Regions from separate parts of the Macaca mulatta genome. Here region 2 is linked to region 1. Evidence: chromatin contacts called from public Hi-C data. All regions are on one chromosome and are shown on one strand. The core of a region is the stretch at or near the end of the contact, and the rest is flanking DNA. Distances in the headings are between cores, read along the strand shown.

Region 1 (7,501 bases), core at 3,579-6,078:
GTTTGCATTTTACTTCACTGGATAAATACTCTAAGAGAATTTAATAAAGGATATTAGAATAACTGAAGAAGATTAAGCAATTTCATTTTTTTTTTTTCCTTTTGGTTCTTTCTTTGAATTCTAGTCTCATCCTCTTTTTGGTAGCTTTCTATTAAAGAAAAACTGAAAATCTGCTGATAAAAATAGAATGCATTCTGGTATTGCAGGAGAAATTAGAAAAGAAGTTGGTAGGTAACATTTGAAAGAGGTGTCATTTAGTAGGAAAAAATCAGATTAACTGGATAGAAGTAAAGAATGAAGTAGGTGGAGGCAATTAATTAATCTAAGGCCGCAAATAATAAGATATAATAAGAATATGGAGAATAAGTAACTATAACTCAGTATGAGTAGTATTTTTTTTTTTTTTTTTTTTTTTTTGAGATGACATCCTGCTCTGTCGTGCAGGCTGGAGTACAATGGCGCGATCTCGGCTCACTGCAACCTCTGCCTCTTGGGTTCAAGCAATTCTCCTGCCTCAACCTCCCAAGTAGCTGGGATTACAGGCACCCGCCACCACACTTGATTTTAAAAAAATTTTATTAGAGATGGGGTTTCACCATGTTGGTCAGGCTGGTCTCAAACTCCTGATCTCAGGTGATCTGCCTGCCTTGGCCTCCCAAAGTGCTGGGATTACAGGTGTGAGCCAACGTGCCTGGCCCAGAGTAATCTCTTTCAGACAGACAGAGATGTTCCGTATTCGCTTCGAAGGGCATCTGTCCACATCTCCCCTAGAACTTTGCTAGACTGATTATTCTTTCTCCTCTGCTTATCTTTAACCATTTGCTTTTCACTACTCCTCTGCCCACCAACACACTCGTGTGCCAACCGTTTGAAAAACAAAACAAAATACCCATCCTCAGCACAACTATTTCCTCTGCCCAATAGTCGTTTTTAGTTTTCTTCACATCATTGTTTTACCAATGGTGGCTCAACCCCCTGCTTTCAGACCAACTTCTGACCTTGTCATCAACTTCTGACCTTAGAGAAGATGGACACAGCTAATTCTGCCCCTTCTTTTGGAAACATTTCCTGTTATTCCACCTCTGACAGCTTTCAGCGTCTTTAATGAACACTCCTTCAATGTTAGGCATTGCCAAGTTTTCTGTTTTCTTCTTGCTGTAAAACTATGGATGAGAAATAATATCCATCTCCACACTTGCCACTGAGAGGTTAGACATTTGGGAAAATATTATTTCTAGCCCCAATTTCTCTTTAGAGCAGCACCAGCCTTCCATTTTTAGTTGCTGTTGCTAATAATAATAATAAGTAATGTATATGTTGGTTACTTTGGGCCAGGTACTTTTCTAAGCACTTTAAATATATTTACTATTTCATGAACATTTCTACTTGGTCATTTCTCGATCATCTCAAATTTCATATGACTTAAAGTGAACTTGTTATTCCACATTTCCCTTACCTCCTGGCTACTTTCCAAACCTGCTGCTTTTTCCTCCTCTTCATCTTGGCTAATAATATATCCAGAATCAGCAGTTACCTGATAACCTTAAAGTTATTTCTTCTTATAATTAATCCCTTTGTTTAATGATAACCAATAATAAGCTCTGAAAGAAAGCAATTATGTTCTAGGTACTGTGTTATCTCATTTAATCCTCACAACCTATGAAGTAGGTACTATCATTATCTCCCAATTAATATATGAAAAATGGGAGATTCACAGAGGTTAAGTAATTTGCCCAAGGTCACATGGCTTGATAAATGAGAAAAACCAGATTCAAAACTAGGTTTGTATGACCCTACAGTCTGTGCTGCCACAAAGTCCCGTTGATTTTATCTCTGAAATGTTTGTCTCCTGATCCCTTATTTCCATACCTCTTGCTAGTGGCATAGTTTAAGGCCTCTAATCCTCTTTCGCAAGAAATACTACCAACCTCCTAAATTTCTTTCTTTCCAGGATCTTCCCTTCCAATCCACTTTATTTTCATAAAACACAGTATTGGGTGTTTTGTTTCTTTGTTTTGAGACTCTGGGTGACTCTGTCACCCAAGCTCGAGTGCAGTGGTATGATCATGACTCACTGCAGCCTCAACCACCTTGACTCAAGAGATTCCACTTCTGGCCCGTAAGTAGCTGGGACTACACTACAGGTGTGTGCCACTGCACTGGCTAATATCTTTATTTTTTGTAGAGAAAGGGTCTCCCTATGCTGCCTAGGCTGGTCTCGAACTCCTGGGCTCAAGGGATCCTCCCGCCTCAGCCTCTGAAAGTGCTAGGATTGCAGGCGAGAGCCACCTTACCTTGCCAAAGTAAACCTTCGATGATCTTTTGTTGCAAAATAAAGAGCAAACTCTTTATAATGGCTTTACAAAATTCCTTTACAATTCAGTTTCTTGATCCACATTCTCTTTCATTCTTTTCTTTTTTTTCGAGACCGGGTGCTCCCACCTCACCCTCCCGAAGTGTTGGGGTTACAGGTGTGAGCCACCATGCCTGGCCATGACTGGCTTCTTCTGTACATTAATCTTGCAGGCCTATGGAATATTTCAGCTGTAGCATAAACAACCCACTAGCAACTTCCTCATGTCTCTCAATTAAAAACTCCTGAAAGACAATGCATCCTTTTGAGCCAAGTCCCAGAAGTTACTGGTTTTCTTAGCCAGTTAGATAGGCCCAACTTGGTTAGGTAGTTAACTCTACTAGCTGTGTCCAATATGAGCTATGTCTATTGGACATCATGGGTTTGCAGAGATTTTTCTGAAGGAGGAGGGGAGAGGATGGGCAGAGCAGACCCACATTATTACAGAAAGATAGAACCAGGATTCCACCCCAGGTCTTCTGACCTCCAGTCAAATACTTCTTCCACTTGAAGAAGCAAACTATTAAAATTTAAAAAGTTAACATGAGCTGTTTTCACTTTTTCCATTGAAAAGCTACTAGCAGGCTACACATATATTACAATCTGAATCGATACACTATGCATACATGTAAATAATGACTGATTTCTTTAGTACAAATAAGTTGGTATTCTTGATAGGTCTTCATTATTTGTCACAAAGATAGCAAACTGTTCCTATGATGGTATCATTGAAGGATTTTGTGAAAACATTGATTTTTAACCTTACTTGGCTTAGAGAAGCGGTATAACAGACCAATCTACAGTTTAAGCACAGACAGGGAGATATGGCAACCCGGTTTTTTCCCCTACACAGGCATTATTAACCTTGGGTTGTGGGCAAAAGCAAGCCAAGTTTTCTGAGCAGGAAAGCAACAAGAGCAAAATGAAACTTCTGAGATAAAACCATTTGCTGCTGTGGGCCTATAGAAGTGGGAGAAACGAATTTTCATAAGCCTTTAGAATGATTAAGACCCTTTAAGAATAAATTAATTCAAAATTGTGGAATATTATTGTAATATGAGACAAGTGGGAACTTTTTTTTTTTTTTTCAAAGAGGGTCTCGCTATGTTTCCCAGGCTGGAGTGCAGCAGCTAGCTATTCACAGGTGTGATTACAACCTTGAACTCCCAGACTCAAGTGATCCTCCTTTCAGCCTCCCAAATAGCTGGGACACTGGCTACTTTTAATTATGCAAATCTGGCTGTATTCAACCTGGGGTCAATACAACCTACAGGACAAATCGTGTCTTTCATCAGTTTGAACATATTGCAGGTGCTGAGAAATTCCAAGTATTACAACCTAAAATGATATTATTTAGTGTAGTAGATTTAAAATTTTTCTCTGTCATCTGACCCTAGATGTTCATCTGATCCTAAATGTTCACATGTATAGCACACGGTCAGGCGTATACCCAGGATTATGCATTTCAGAAAATACATAAGAATCCAAGTTTGTGCAAGAATTGTCTTCCTGAGTGGGATCTAATTAAAATACAAAACGAAACTAAATATCCTTATTTTTGAAACGAATTACTTATAATGTATCTCAAATGTAATTATTGACACACCCTCTTCGATAAAAAATTAAATTCGAAAATTTATACAAGAGCTTTGGGAGTTAAGATGAACAAAAATATATTTCGTGGGAGTTTTGAGACAAGAAGGAATACATTCAAACACAAAATAAACTATCCTGAATTTCTTCTGGATTGTCATTCTTGTAAAATTTTAGATATTGCACATTTTCATAATCTAACTCATGGCAGTCCCAACATAAAACAACTAGTCCTCTGCGGGAATTGTAACTAGATGAGCGGCAACGGTTTGACGCGGATCCGGGAGGAGGGCGGGAGCAAGGCAGGGAGAGAAGGAGCGGCCTGCCCAGGACATGCAGCTTATCTCTAGAGAAACGGGTTTTGCAGCACAAGGTAGCCTGTGTCCGATTCATCTATTTTCTGCCTTGCTCCTTCAAATGGAAACCTAACAAAGACCACAGGCAGCCGAGGGCCGCAGCCGCAACCCTGGTCACCAAGCCCGAGGAGTGGCCGCACGCGGGGCAGCCGCGTCCTCCAAGCTGCTCGTCCCGAGCTAGCGAGATCCCAGCCTGACAGGCGACGCCGGCAGCTCCCGGTCGCGACCGAGCAGCGGCCAAGGCCAGCTGACGGCCCAGCCGGTCCCTCGCGTGCTCTGGGCGCGCCGAGCCTCCACACTCACCATCTCGATGATCTTGGTCTTCCGCCCCGTCTTCCTCTTCAAGGTGAATATGTACTGAGCCAGCACCACCCCCGCCACCAGGGCGCACACGCTGGCGCTCGCTACCGCGCCCACCCTCGCCACGGCCGCGCGGTCCATGGACGGGGCCCTCATGCGCGTCCCAGCAGGAAAAAAACAGGCAACTCGCGGAGACTGCGAGTCTCAGAAGCGCGGGATCCCAGAGCACCAGGGACGAGCCCGCGACACCCCGCCCCGCGCAGCTCCGCCCCCACGAAGCCCCACCCACACGCCATCGATGGGAGAGGCGGGGACGCGGCGGGAGGGGCGTGGCTTGTGCCCGGAGCCCAGGCTGGGGGCGGGCCTTCCGCAGACTCAGGGTCTCAGGAGCTGCTGCCAGGGCAGGGCAGAGTATTGCAGTAATTATCCTTCTCTGCTAATGAGGATTAGGCCGTGGTTCACTCGAGCCCCGCCCCAATAGAAATCTAATTCCAACCGCGGCCCACTCAGAAGTCGGTCGCCACCTTTGCGCCTCAGCCCCTCTGGACTCCGGCCCCCAGAAGGCGGTGCGGCACGGTGTGACCTGCGCAGTGGCGTCCGTTGTAAGTGCTATGACAACCGGGCGAAGACGGCTCAGAATTAGGCCGGGGAGGGTAGGTGTCCCTTCCGCCGCGGCCGTCGGGTTTCTGCTACATCCCATTCGCCGCCTCCGAAATCCTTTCCTCCTCTGTGTGAGCAGAAGGGCTTGCAGTTGTTCTCTCCTGCCTAGTGTCTTCCAAGGGATAGATGCCATTTCCTCTGCTAGTCTCTGGGGGTGACGAGGGGCGCAGCGGAGCTTCTTGGGGAAATCGCTCCAACTCTGTGGAGCTGGTGGTGCTGCCTGGTGGGGCCCCCTCTTCCCGGGACGTGGAACAACTTTCAGCCGGAGGACGAGAGGAAATAGTTGTAGGAGAGGAAAAATTGTTTCCTTCTAGCCTTTTAGATTATTTGGCTGGTCTACAAATTACATTGATGTAAGACAGAGGAACATGAGAAAAACAATTTGTCGACCGAAAGGTGAAATAACAGGCACTAAAACTTAAAGAAATCATTGTTAGTTTTATTATCGGCCAAGTTTGAGGACTTAAGCCTGGGAACATAGACTCAGTATAGACCGAGAACGTGTCCCAAAGTAAGTTAGCTGGGAGTATAACCTGAGGAAGACTGAGTTTTAATACTGTAATATTTGATTATCAATATCCATATTACTGTGTCATTTTGTCTCCAGAGTAATTTTTTATGAATCCGGTTTTGCACCAAATAGCAATATGACTTAAATGTTGTCTGATTGTGAGGCCTAAGATGGTCACAGCCTCATTTATCTTTCTTCCTCAACAAAAACATCTTTTTTTTTTCCATATATTACATATTATTTTGAATGGGTAGAGACTAAAGCCATGTTTCTATAATTTCAGGATTTTAAACATTTTGTAGACAATAACATTCGTCTTGAAGCTGTGTACAATCTAAAACAGAAATGGAGTTCCAAATTTTGTTTTTGTAATACGGCCCATCAACTGCACATGGGAAGAATGTGGGTACTCTGAAATGTGATGTATATTTTAACTAGTTATACTATATCATAGGTCTGATTATCATATATATGAGATGTTAAAGCTGTAGGAGTAAAGTCTATTAGACTACAAACCCTGGTAGTAAATTTCCAGGAGGAAAGGGGGTCCATATGTTTTTGTAAGTGTAAACCTTGTCTTTCTGAATCTAAGAGGGTTGGAGGCCATGTTTGGAGGCCATTTCAGCTTCTATGTGAATTAACATATTAATTACTCTTATTGAAAGAGATGAAAGATCTTGATATGGTTTGACTCTGTGTCCCCACCCAAATCTCATTTTGAATTGTACTTCCATAAATCCCATGGGATGGACCTGATGGGAGATAATTGAATCATTGGGGTGTTTTCTTATATACTGTTCTCGTGGTAGTGACTAAGTCTCACAAGCTCTGATGGTTTTATCAGGGGTTTCCGCTTTTGCATCTTCCTCATTCTCTCTTTGCCTGCTGCCATCCATGTAAGATGGGACTTGCTCCTCCTTGCCTTCTGCTATGATTGTGAGGCTTCCCCAGCCACGTGGAACTGGAAGTCCAATTAAACCTCTTTCTTTGTAAATTGCCTACTCTAGGGTATGTCTTTATCAGCAGCATGAAAACAGACTAATACAAATCTCTGCAGGAACTACAAAATACTGATGAAAGAAATCAGGCCAGGTGAGGTGGCTCGTGCGTGTAATCTCAGCACTTTGGAAGCCCGAGGTTGGGGGATTGCTTGAGGCCACAAGTTTGAGACCAGTCTGGGCAACATAGTGAGACCCTGTCTCTGCAAACTCTGCAAAACCAAAGAAATTAGCTGGGCATGGTGCTGCGTTTCACTCTTGTCCATGTGAAGAGACCACCAAACAGGCTTTGTGTGAACAACAAGGCTGTTTATTTCACCCGAGTGCAGGCGGGCTGAGCCTGAAAAGATAATCAGCGAAGGGAGATGGGGTGGGGCCATTTTATAACATTTGGGCAGGTAAAGGAAAATTACAGTCAAAGGGGGGTTGTTCTCTGTCGGGCAGGGGTGGGAGTCACAGGGTGCTCAGTGGGGGAGTTTTGAGTCAGGATGAGCCAGGAGAAGGAATTTCACAAGGTAATGTCATCAGTTAAGACAGGAACAGGCCATTTTCACTTCTTTTGTGATTCTTCACTTGCTTCGGGCCATCTTGGCATATAACCTAGGGGATACGATGGCTTAGCCTGGGCTCAGAGGCCTGACACTGCCTGCCTGTAGTCCCAACTACTCAGGAGGCTGAGGTGGGAGGATTGCTGGAGCCTAGCAGTTGGAGGCTGCAGTGAGCTATGATT
Region 2 (7,501 bases), core at 3,010-5,509, 190 kb before region 1:
GTTATTTATTCTCTATGCCTCAGTTTGCTCATCTATAAAATGGGGTTAAAAGTAGAACTCTCAATGAATTGTTTTAGGGTTACATTTCATACTTGGTTCAGTATCTGATACATAGCACTACTACATAAATATTCGAAATTATTTGTATTAACCCACCCACTGGTGAAGCTTTTGTAGCACTTTCCCAACTCCTGGATTCCCCACCTACACCAGTCTAAAGATTCCAATTTCAGCCAGGCGCGGTGGCTCAAGCCTGTAATCCCAGCACTTTGGGAGGCCAAGGCGGGTGGATCACGAGGTCAGGAGATCGAGACCATCCTGGCTAACACGGTGAAACCCCCCTCTCTACTAAAAAATACAAAAAACTAGCCAGGCGAGGTGGTGGGCGCCTGTAGTCCCAGCTACTCGGAGGCTGAGGCAGGAGAATGGCGTAAACCCGGGAGGCGGAGCTTGCAGTGAGCTGAGATCCGGCCACTGCACTCCAGCCTGGGTGACAGAGCGAGACTCCGTCTCAAAAAAAAAAAAAAAAAAAAGATTCCAATTTCAAGGTCTCAGCACTCTCTTTTTATTCTGTCTAAATGGTATTTTACATAAGAGAAATCCAATGTTCTTAGAGAATATTGGGGCTTTTTTGCAAACATTTGACATTTGAAATCTGAATTCAGTGTTCTAAAATAAGATTTTTTTTTCTTTTTTCCTTTTCTCACACATTATATTTTGATGGTACAAATAATGAAACAAACTAGCGCTTAAAAAAGACTAATCTTGAGAAGGCTGATGTCAGTGTAAAAAACTAAATCAGAGTCCAGGAAGGCACCAGTCATAAAACAAGCCTTTCTTTATTTCAATGAGATAGTTTTCTCCTTAGGAAGGACAAGAGATCGGCGCTAGAAACAGTATGCTTTCAAGTTATCAAAACAACCATGACAGTTGAGAAATGTCTGGAAAAGACCATTTGGTCTTTAGATTGTCAACTGCTATACAAACAGAATTTTCTTGGAGTTGTGACAGGCATCAATTAAAAAACAAACCAAAAAAAACCAAAAACCTGGCCTTTTGAAGAATCTATCAAGTTTTAAAAATTTCAGCATACTCGCAGTGAGCCGAGATCGCGCCACTGCACTCCAGGCTGGTGGACAGAGCGAGACTCAGTCTCAAAAAAACAAATTTTTTTTTTCAGCATAGCCTCACTTACTCTAGTCACATTCAGAGCTTAGGTCTCTTCCTCTGTGTTCTCTTTCCAATCACACTGAGAGATGACATGGCTCCATCAGGTTAATTATGCTCAGCACTCTAAGTAAATTCAGGTCACAAGTATAAGCTGTACTATATTATGATTAATAAGTTATTTCACTTCTAAAAAATTAAACAAGAACATAAAGGCAATGCCACCTGTGATACAATAATTATGAGTATAGTATGTCCTTTTATTTTGGATATCACTTTTCCTTTTTCCTCTCAGCTCTGCACAGTGACTTAAGAAAGCTGGGGAAAGGTGGCCAGCGTGATGGCTCACGCCTGTAATCTCAGCACTTTGGGAGGCCCGGGCGGGCGGATCACGAAGTCAGGAGATCAAGACCATCCTGGCTAACTCGGTGAAACCCCGTCTCTACTAAAAATACAAAAATTAGCCGGGTGTGGACTACTCAGGAGGCTGAGGCAGGAGAATGGGGTGAACCTGGGAGGCGGAGCTTGCAGTGAGCCAAGATCGCGCCACCGCACTCCAGCCAGGGCAGCCTGAGCGACAGAGGACACTCCGTCTCATTGAAAAAAAAAAAAAAAAAAACTTACTTTAGATGGGCCAGAAGCGGTGGCTCACGCCTGTAATCCCAGCACTTTGGGAGGCAGAGGTGGGCGGATCACAAGGTCAGGAGTTCGAGACCAGCCTGACCAACATAGTGAAATCTTGTCTCTACTAAACATACAAAAATTAGCCGGGCCTGGTGGCACACACCTGCAATCCCAGCTACTAAGGAGGCTGAGGCAGGAGAATCGCTTGAACCCCGGAGGCGGAGGTTGCAGTGAGTCGAGATCATGACACTGCACTCCAGCCTGGTCAACAGAGCGAGATTCCATCTCAAAAAAAAAAAAAAAAAAAAAAAAATTACTTGAGATCAACCTGTCATTTCTAATACTAAGTTATTTAAGTATCACTTGGTCTATTGAAACTCTACAAAACTGAAAACATTAAGCTAACAACTTCAAAATTTTCACTCATATTTTACGACACCAGAACCAATCCTTTTTCCTGGCCTTAGGAAAGTGGGCAAAGAGAAGAGGGGAAGGGAAGGGGGACTCTTTTTTAAATGTGTAACATCTTTGGAAAAACCAATGTATCATTTGGCTTTTAAGACTGCATTCAAGTTTCTAGGAATTTACCTTGCACATTTAATGTTCAATGTTTAGGAATGAAAAGCTCGACATTTCTACCAACCAGAAGAAAATCTATGGAGGAGCATGGACATATGTACTGATACCTCTATTCCCTCCCATCTCCTTACATGCCCTGTGAATAACATAAGTTAACAGATTTTATAATGCTTCTTATGGGAACAAAAAAGGGAGTAGAGTTATAGCACTCATGAAGTCTTCCTACAAAACTGTGCAAAGAAAACAGCACTATGTGGAAACGTGTGGACTACAGAGCATGCTCAACAGAAAGGCCACAGCACTCCAGAGTTACTGACAGAAGACAACCTCTTGAGGATTCCAGGCCCCAACCTAAAAGGGCTTCAATAAGCACTAAGCCAACAGAAGATCAAAGGGAAGAAGTAAGCTTAGTTATCAGCCAGATGAAAAGAATAGCAAAATTCCACATCATCGAGATTGGAAAACAACCGACTGGCTTTTCAATTTACTTTAGGTCAGAAAAAACAGTCGGGAAAAAAAGTCCTTATCAAAGGTTAACCAAACTAAGTCATTCACAATTACAAGGGATCTAAGATCCATACTACTCAAATTCGGCAAAAATGTACAACTCAGAGGGAAGCGGGGGAATCCCTGTTAATTAGTTGCCTCGATAAAAAGAAAATATCCTTTTGGTCAGTGCACAGCGTTGATAGGGTTTCGTTTCTGAATGCCTGAATGCTCAGTGAGCCCGACGTACAGATTCATGTATAAACAACACGTGACCAGTCCGGTCCCCAACGTCTTCAGGAGGCTAATTGACACAGAAAATAGTTCACACAAACATCCCTTCTTAAAGTTCGTTTGTATTTTGAATTATTTTCCTGTTTTCACTGGTAGCCCGTGGAACGGACACTCCTCTACCTTTTGAGGCAGGTGAAGAAAGAGTTCTTAGATAGCTAAGCCCAGGGGAAAAAAAAACGTTAACTCAAAATAACTACTCCACATCAAACTAAGACATTTTTCTATTCCCCGGTTTCTCAATTCGTAGGGAGAGGGAGGTGGTCGAATTCAAGGAAGTCAAAGATTTCACAAAGTAAACACGTACACAATTTTCCGTTTCAAAGGGCAGTTTCTGCTTTCTTTTTTAAGTCGATATAGCCCGCAATAGGAGCTCTGTTCGTCTAGACCTCTCTTGGTACTCAGATGTACCGGGGGGAAACACAGGAAAGGGGTGTCCCCCTTCGGCCCACCATGTCGCGAACACGTCGCGAGTCTTTAAGAGAAACAGCTCTACTTCGGTAAGGGCGGGCGCGAGCCGAGGCCAGGGCGCCGCCCGGGAGCCCCGCGGCCGCCGAGGCGCCCGGTGCCGGGGCGGAAACGCCCAGCGAGCTGCGGATCGGGCCGCCCCTTCCCCGCGGACCGGCCCGGAGCCCCGCCGCCCTGGGGCCGCCGCGGGATGCGGAGGGCGGCGCCGGTCGGCCGCGCCCCTCCCCCGCCCGCAACGGAAGCGACTCCGGTTTGAAAGATGCCGCGGCCGCCGCCCCCCACCAGCGGAGCCACAAAGGGCCGAGCCCCCTCCCGCCAGAGCCCTCCTCCCCGGCCCCTCCACGGGTCGCCGCGGGCTCCCCGCTCGCCCGATGCTGGCGTCGCCTGCTCACCCGCGTCCCTCGGTCTTGAGGGGTGAGATCCGGTCCAGCCGGCGGCCCCGTCCACACTGGGCCCCTCCGGCGCGGCGGCGGGGGCGTGGCCCTCCTGCCGCGGCCTCGACCGGGGTCTCGCCTCCGCCTCCGGCCGAGAAAGGTTGGCGCCGCCGCCTCTTCCTTCCGGTTTCCCCTCGCACCCTCCCTCGCTCGGTCAGTCCAACGCGGAAAGCAGCGTCCTCTGCGGGCGCCGCCGCACGCTCCTCAGGGCCCGACCACCGCCAGACTCCTCCCCCGGGAGCCGCGGCGCCCGCCCGCGCCGCCTCGTCAGCCCGGGGCCGCGAGACGCCGGGCCCGCCGCTCCCGCCCCGCCCGCCCCGCCCCCGCCCGCGGCCCGGGAACGCGCGGGCAGCGGACCGTTGGCCCGCCTGCGGCGCCCGCCTTCGCCACGCTGCCCTCCCGCCTCGCGCGCGCGCGCCTGTCGGCACTAGCGGCAGTTTTGCAGTTTCCCGGGTCCTCGCGACTGTCCCCCGCCCCTCCCTTACTCTAGCTGCCCCCGCCCTTTTCCTCTGCCGGATACCACCGGAAAGCCAAAACAATTGGGGCCGCGCAGGCGCGAAAAAGGAAACGGAAAGAGCAGGAAGGGTGGGGGCGGTGCGAGGTGACGGGAAGCGTAATTGAAGGGGGTTCCCGGGAAAGGTCACGGGAGAACCCTAGAGGGGCGCGTGCGCGGCAGAAGGGCGCTCCGAGGAGCCGCGGCACCCGAGGCCTCGGGCTTAGACTGGCGGATGGAGAGGTCCGACAAGTTCATTGATAGGAAATATAGACAGCAAAACACCAATTGTTTTGCCGAAGGAGATGTTTTACCCCTTGGAATTTCCCCTGAAATACAGATTTTTGCAGGCTGGCTCGGAGAGTGGGAATGAGTAGGACTAAACAATACCAGCCCGGGGGCAGGAGAAAGTTGAGGCGTTGGGCGGGTCGCTTTGTTCCCGCAGCACGTCTTCTCCAGATCATGCCCTCCTCTCTCCGGCGCCGCTTCGGCTTTTTCCGAGGCTAAGGAAGAACTCAGAGCAGCACCCGAAAGGGCCCGCAGTTGGGAGAGGTTAGGGGAAAAAGGAGAGGCGTCTGGGTGCGGACGGCAACCCCGGCGTGTGAAGCCTTCCGTTTTGTGCTGCAATGCAGTGGCTGCACCGCAACCCCCCGAGTTCCAAAAGAGCGCCTTCAGCGTTGCTTCACAAAGCGAAACGTTTGTAGCAGCAGCTAATGGCTGTGGCCCGTGCTGGTTTAGTTAACTTGGCACAGCTTGCTGGCAGGCAGGCTGTAAATTTGCTCTCTCATTTGCTAGAAGCTATTCGTGGATCAAAAAATTGTCAGAAATGCCCACACAGACTCCACCTACCTTCCTAACTTACAGTCTTGGCACAAGCCCAATCTAGAGAATATAGATGACTAATTATAATCTGAAAGGCCATACAGTACATTACTGAAGGGAGCCTCTTCCTGTAAACTAGGCTAGATCAACTGAATGCACACCAAGATGCGTGTTATCAGGAACTACTGATAAAGGATTGTTTTACAGTAGAATCTGGAAACTACATTCAACAAACCTTTGAGTTTCCAGCATGCTACCACTGTACTTAGTCTAATTAAATAGTTAAGTGGTATGATATCAAAGAAGCCATACAAAAGATTAAAGTCTTTTAAAACACACTGGAGTACCTACTTTGTGCCAGATTGGGTTTGAGATGCGGTCTAAACATGCAGACGACAATAACAAATGATACCTGTGGCAAGGAGTTTGTATTCATCCTGTGGGCAACAAAAAAGGCACTTAAGATTTTTAATCAGTAGAATATCTTGATAAGATTTTAGAGAAAAAATTCTGAAGCATGGTAGATAGTAGACTGGAAGCAGGGATACTAGTTAGGAGGCTGTTGATGCAGTCCAGACATGAGTTGGAGAGAAAGTCCAAACTAACAGTGTCAGTGAGAATGGCGAAGCAGAGATAGATTTGAAAACTAGCCAGCTATGATAAATAAGACTTGATTACCTAGAGGATGAGGGGAAATAACAAATCAAGGATAACAGTTTTTTAGTTAGGGTGATTAGATGGTGTTATCAGTGACTATAATAGGAGTAATGAATTGTGAAGATGAAAAAGGACTGAAAGATGTCCTTTTAACGGCTGTACAGTTAGGAATGTATTTGGGCCCACATTTTTTTCGAAAAGATTCCATTATAATAGCTTAAATAAGACCTCAAATCTACAGGTAGGTCGTTACCTTTGTTGGTTCAACAGCTCAAGAACAACAGGGCCATCATTTCTGTGATTCTCTTGACGTTAACTTCATGGTTGCAAGACGGCTGCAGCAGTTTTAGCCTTCGCACCTTTGTTCAAGGCAGGAAGAGGGGAAAAGGGGTGGCTTCCACCATCCATGGTCTTTTTTTTTTTCTTCAGGAAAGTGAAAGCTTTCTCAGGATACTACATCTCCCAAACTCAGCAGACTTCCACAAACATCTCATTGTCTAGAATTGTAATTTGGCCACCTATAAAGATTACAAAAGAGAAAAACACTGGGAATGGATATTGGGTCAGACAAGTCACAGAAATAGCAGTTGGCTAGTTAGTTAATATTTAAAGCATCCTTCTTTAACACTTAAAACCCTGAGAACTGGTAGGATGGACTGATGTTTCTAGGGTTTCAAAAAAGGCCAATCGTTTTGCTGTGTTATCTTAACTGGGAAAAGAACAGGTTGAACATTTATACTCAAATATTTGTATTTGTTTGCCATCCCTTATCTCAAGGTTCCCATCCCCTTAAACAAAGTCTCGGAGGGGACTGGAACAATGAGGAAGAAGGGACTGCTGGAATTAGGGGAGGGTGACTCCCGTTCAGCTTTCCTTTTGCAGCTGCCATCTTAGAATTACTGTAGGTGCTTGGCATCATTAATTTGATGGTCCACCTAAAACATCATCTTAACTCCCTTAGACATCTTGTCTCTGAGCTTAGAAAGCTCTGAATGATCACAGCAAGTTCCAGTGTCCATTTTAGGGAGTCATAAATCAGTATTTTCCAGCAATTACACAAACTTTTTTGGAACGTACAGCATCTCTTTTGTGATCCGTATGCAAAACATTATTTCATGCAACCCTTTTCCATTAATAAGGCATCTTTCCTTTTAATTGTTAACAAGGCATCTTTCCTTTCAACTGATGGCCACAAAAAGTATCATCCTAAAACTGTACTTTAAACATTGTCATGATTCTGGAACAGAAAGAAGACAGTAATGATTCCTAGAAAAATAAACATGCAGCCGGGCACAGGTGGTTCATGCCTGTAATCCCAGCACTTCGGGAGGCCGAGGCGAGTGGATCACCTGACGTCAGAGAGTTTGAGACCAGCCTGGCCAACATGGTGAAACCCCATCTCTACCAAAAATACAGAAATTAGCTGGATGTGGTGGTAGGCGCCGTAATCCCAGTTACTCAGGAGGCTGAGGCAGGAGAA

The links. Hi-C and Micro-C count contacts between places; a contact is called where the count stands out from the background.
Region 2: a Hi-C map of fetal cortical plate shows a contact between it and region 1, with 1.7 times the contacts expected there. The contact joins the promoter of KBTBD2 here to the promoter of NT5C3A in region 1. A contact is called at or near these places in 2 of 14 Hi-C or Micro-C datasets (fetal cortex germinal zone and fetal cortical plate).

What each region holds. Positions count from the first base shown.
Region 1 is chr3:95,263,454-95,270,954 of T2T-MMU8v2.0, reverse strand. NT5C3A (5'-nucleotidase, cytosolic IIIA) reads right to left here and starts at 4,828. Exons shown (of 9, transcript NM_001261493.1): 1 at 4,606-4,828. The coding sequence starts at 4,758.
Region 2 is chr3:95,450,949-95,458,449 of T2T-MMU8v2.0, reverse strand. KBTBD2 (kelch repeat and BTB domain containing 2) reads right to left here and starts at 4,259. Exons shown (of 4, transcript NM_001257464.1): 1 at 4,008-4,259.